Linked DNA regions of Zea mays: region 2 is linked to region 1. A link is a contact called in public Hi-C data. All regions are on one chromosome and are shown on one strand. Each heading gives the region's core, a stretch centred on a gene start, on an enhancer-like site or on the middle of the called end of the contact. The rest is flanking DNA. Distances are from core to core; before and after follow the strand shown. Region 1 holds the start of LOC100282589 (polygalacturonase). Region 2 has its middle 62 kb from the start of LOC100284866.

Region 1 (2,523 bases), core at 15-2,514:
CAGTCTTTTGAAGTCGAAGAAGCTTGCACTTCCAAACTTGATAGCACAAGATTTAGTCCGCATCCAACAGTTTGTTGCCGTCAAGTTATAAACTGGTCCAGTTGTCGACTTTGGGCTTATAGCATCGTCTCCGGTGTCTATGTGGCAATCAGTTATGACAGTGTTGTTAGAATCCTCAATGTCAATGCCATCATTGTTGGGAGTTTTAAAATCTCCAAATATCGACACATTGTGGATGACTGTGTTGTCACATCTGACAAGGTGAAGACTGCGAGCAATGCAAGTGTAGAGCCTGTTAATTTTGCCAAAGTACACTGACAAATAAACACTGTCTACTTCTGATCATCATATGTCCTAATAAGTAGGAAAACATATCAGGACAAGTTATTTCACACAACCGCAAGAACAAAAATGGTAGAGAGAAAAGGTTGTTGATTCTAGCATCGTTGGAATGGAATAATCAGGCAGGTTTGTTTGTTCCTGTCTACAACTATGGTTTTAGTAGTGAAAATAGCAGCCATCAATTTTTTTTCCCTGAATCGATCGATGAAGTTGATGAAGCAAGGAATGCTTACCACCAGTAGGCGGGCTGGTTGAGTGTGATGTCGTGGATCCTAACATCCTTAGAGTCAATGAAGCCAACAAGCCGCGGCCGGCACTCATCGCCCAGGCAATCGCCGGTGGCATTCCAGCTCACCATGACGTTCTTCACCTCGCTGGGCCTGACAACAAATGCCCCGCCCTGGCCGTTGATCTCGCCTCCCCCCGTGATGCCGGCGCCCGTGGTGTTCTCGGCCAGAACGACGTACCACCGGCGCGACTCGGGCGGGTAGTCCGCCTGCCTGGTCCCGCCCAGAAGCCGCGCTCCGGGGGGCACCTCCAGCACCACCCGCGAGCGGAGTTGGACGGTCGCTGTCAGGTAGTTGCCCGGCGCCGGGAGAAGAACGCGGCCCCCGCCCGCCGCCGCGCAGGCGTCTACAGCGGCCTGAATCGCCGCCGTGTCGTAGCGGAACCCATCGCCCGCCGCACCATAGTCGGCCACCGAAAAGATGCGGCTCGACCGTGTGCCCGCGACCACTACTACTAGCAGCAGCAAAGGCGCGGCCGCGAGCTGAATCGGCGAAGTCATCGTGGCTGTTCTGTTCTCCTCCAAGGCTAAGTCTCAAACTGACCAACGAGAATCTTTGCGAGACGATTGTGTAGAAAAATCGCACGGACACGGATGACGGGAGACTCTAGACTCTTTTCCTCATTTCTCTTCAATTGTTTCCAACGCTAAACAATTTAGGGTTTTATTATTAGTTGCCTGCATATGACCTTGTAGAATATAGATCTTGTTTGAATATATTATAAGGGGACATATCTGGTGCACATGGAACATTGGTGCACATGGTGTACATATTAAATCATCACCACTCATTTTAGATCTAACGTCTCTAGTTGTTTGGTACATTTTATTATCAACCATTGTCTCTCTTCCTAACGCTGCTAATTAGGAATTCATTATCAACCATTGCCCGTGCAATTGTCAAATGTGAAGAAACCCTTTGCCAGAAGACTACAGAACGGAGCCGCACGTGACCGAAGAAGGACACTGAGATCATGCTCATCACCATCCCCGATCGATTAATCAAAGAAAGGAATAGAATGTGTGGGGGATGCGCCAGTCCCATCCCGTCCGCTCGTCTCATCCGCGGCATGAGCAACTGAGCAAGGTCCGTACAGAGGTGGAGAGTTTTCTTAATCCCGTTGCCTCTGGCGACATCGTGTGCTAACATGCCGCTGCTCGCCCGGGGAGGCGCACGGGCTCTCGATCTGATCTCGCATGTGCCCCCCATGCTGTCCTTCCTTGCCGCTGAGGTACAAATAATTCAGATGTTTCTTTTTTTATCATATCTGAGTCCGAATTTGTTTAGAGGAGTATCTTTGATATCATAGGTGTATCTGTATACTTAAACCGTATTTATAACATCATCATCAATATTATGTCAATAGGGACCCGATACCCGTTAAACCGTGGGGAATTCCCCTATTAGAGTACGAGTATGAGACAAAAATTGTCCCCATACGTATGGATATGGGACAAAATCTCCACTCATTGGGTAAACGGGTATGGGTTTGAGAAGCAATAATCTGAACCCGATTACTCATGGGTATTTCATACGTGTACACCTGTCATGTTTGTATGAATGAGTTGAGGCCGAGCCGGCCACCAAGCCCAGCACGACAGCGCACCAGACCCTAGGTCCTAGCCCAACAAGGCAACTAGCAGACTAGAAAAAACAAAACCCTAAAATAATCAGCCATACACTACGCCGACTGCTAGGAGCCTAGGACGACCGTGACGACCATGGATTCTCAAGCGCCAACGAATTTGGATAGTGACCAAGGAATGTAAGAAGACTCCATTTCTTCATTTCTTCTATTGGTCCTGAAGTACTGATTTCTTTTTTTATGGATGGATGAATGGATCATGGTTCATAGATGACTACTTGCCGATGTGGTGATGTATGAAATCTGGAT
Region 2 (2,523 bases), core at 14-2,513, 130 kb after region 1:
TAAGTGCAACATTTTAACCTATATTTCACGACAAAACAAAGTTACCATATGATAATAAATATTATTATGAGACTAATGCAACTAGAATGGACCAAAACGGAGTTACGGTTATTGAGTTATGAATTTCTAAAGATTTAGTAGTGGTGTACAAAAGAAATTAAGCACATAATTTTATCCTTAAGTTTCATAGCAAAATAAAGTTATCAGGAAATAAACAATATTAATATGAATTTATAGCAACTGGAGTGGATCAAAAAGAAGTTAGAATGAGTTAAATATGGATTAAACAAGTTTATGGAATTGTTTTTGTACTAAGAATCATGTATAAATGTTATTTCTCTATTTCCTAACAGCCCATGTACTACGGACGCAATATCCAGAGAAGTTAGGGTCTAAACTGCGAAATACAGGACCTATATGCAATTACTTTTGAACTAGCGTGGATGGCGGGTTGAATATCTCAAAGGACAGGGGCTTACCTGTGAATTACTCTAGCCGAAGCGGTATGGACATCTTTCAGCCGCCCAATCTAATCCAGACGGTCCAGATCTTATTAATGCGAGATCCAACCTGATCCGTCGATCCAAGGATCAGCCGCCCAGAGCCGCACATCGACTAGAAAGGGCCAACCTAATCCACACCGCAAGATGTATATCTAACAGCCCCCATGCATCTTCTCCCCCACGACAACCAGGACGGCGGCGCACACCCAGCCGTGGCGGCCACGCGTCGGTGAGCAGCGCCCTAGTTCAGACCTCCAACCAGCATCGCGTGGCTTCAAGGTCCATCGGCACGTCCACCCGAAGCTCCCAATCAGCATGCCAAGGCACAATCGACTGGGTCGCATGAACGGCCACATCAGCAGGCGGGGTTACGCTGTCTTCTTGCGGCGGCGTACATCCACTTCTCAATTTCAGCATAGATTCAAGAACTAGCTGCACCATGGCCACCACTGCTTGTTCCAGACGCTTGGGAAAAACTAGCCCCAAGTACAATGTACTCCGATGAACACCCCTGATCCCCCACCTGAATCCGAGCAATCGGCGCTCACTGGTGCTTCTACTCGCCGATGGCTTATGGGAGGGCGCAGGGGCCATCTTATATGTACCTGGGCAGGGCCATGGGAGCGACAGACTCCTAGGATTCTGTCGTGGGTTTGGCCGGTGCACCCCCCGAATATTATGGGATAGCAGCGGCATCGGGTATGTTTTTGTTGCCTGGAATCACGTGGTCTGTTGGAGTCCTACTCGGGGAAGACAACGCTGACAGGTTGTCCCATGGTGTCAGAGACTCGCCAGCAAGCGCGTGGTAGTCTGAGAGGGCACTAGACTGGGCTAAGGGAGGGGAAATTCGGCCCATTTCTCAGGTAAGCAATCTATTTCTTTTTCTTTTTATTATGTTTTTTATTTCAATTCCAAATTCAAATCAGTTCTTAGTTTTAAAATTCAAAATAAATGCACAAACAAACCCAACATGATGCAGGTATAATTTATAATAATTAATTAATTTATTCATTTATTCATGCAAATAAAAAAATGATCCAATTATGCAACCCACACAATATTTTTCCCATAAGTTATTTTTTTAAGGAGTGCATTTGTATGTAGTTCATAAAGAGAATAATAAATTAATAAAATTCTTCCTTGTGTTTATGGTTCCAAGCTTTTAGTTTTTTTAGAATAACATTTAAAAATGAGGATTCTTATATTAAAATACCTTTTAATCCTAAACCTTATAAAAAAATATTTGTAAATCTTAGAATAGGATTTTGGTCGTTACAGTTAGTTCATTAGGAGCATTATGCAATCTCGTCATGTTTTTTCTTCTGAAATTAGTCGCTTAGTTTTAAATGGTTAATTGGTAGGCCGGGTTTTGTCGGTGTTTTGGGTCCGACCGCGCACCCGGGGTTGCCCTCAAGGTGCTTTTTGGAGTATGACGGTGTTACCGACTGTAGCTCGATGGTTCGTGCTAGTTGCATGAGAATCAGTGGACAGTTGTGTACAGGTTCGGGCCGCTTTGAGATGCGTAACACCCTACGTCCTGGCGTGAGTACTTTATGTGGTGGGTTACAAGGAGGTTCTCTAGTATTGGAAACGTAGAGAGCCGGTGTGGATGGCTAAGTAGAATGAGGTCGATCGTCTTGAAGGGTTGCCCCCTAGGCCTTATATACTCGACTGTAGGACATTACATGTGGATATGATAATAACGGGTGCCTAAATAATAGTGAACTGACTGAGTCTATCTTCCTATAATTCAGCCGGCCCATCCTCGCTCAATTCCGATGTACGTGGCCCCTGCGCGGGAAGGTCGGGTCACTGTTGTGATCACCGCTCGAATTCATCGGGCCGTCTGGGCTTGCGTCGACCCGGCCTTGTGTCGATCCGCTTTATCGGACATTCCTCCCCAGGCCCACGAAGGGATGACCTTGCGGATTATTGGGCCCACGGGCCCCTTGCGAGGCATCTTGTCCTTCTGGTGGACTCGGGGGATATCCGTCCCCCACAAGCCCCCGATCTTTGGGTT

Evidence for each region. A called contact is a pair of places that touch in the nucleus more often than the background predicts.
Region 2: a contact with region 1 is called in a Hi-C map of ear, with 2.3 times the contacts expected there. The contact joins the enhancer-like site here to the promoter of LOC100282589 in region 1. A contact is called at or near these places in 2 of 25 Hi-C or Micro-C datasets (ear and leaf).

Annotation. Positions count from the first base shown.
Region 1 is chr7:138,181,404-138,183,926 of Zm-B73-REFERENCE-NAM-5.0, forward strand. It overlaps LOC100282589 (polygalacturonase), which reads right to left and starts at 1,265. Exons shown (of 3, transcript NM_001155497.2): 1 at 576-1,265; 2 at 1-268. The coding sequence starts at 1,129.
Region 2 is chr7:138,314,273-138,316,795 of Zm-B73-REFERENCE-NAM-5.0, forward strand. No RefSeq gene overlaps it. Among protein-coding and RNA genes, the nearest start is that of LOC100284866, 62 kb to the left of the region's middle. Within about 2 kb of position 1,264, at least 19 of the 20 cell types and tissues checked have an H3K27ac peak or open chromatin away from gene starts, as enhancers often do. A contact at or near this core is called in ear and leaf, where this site is marked.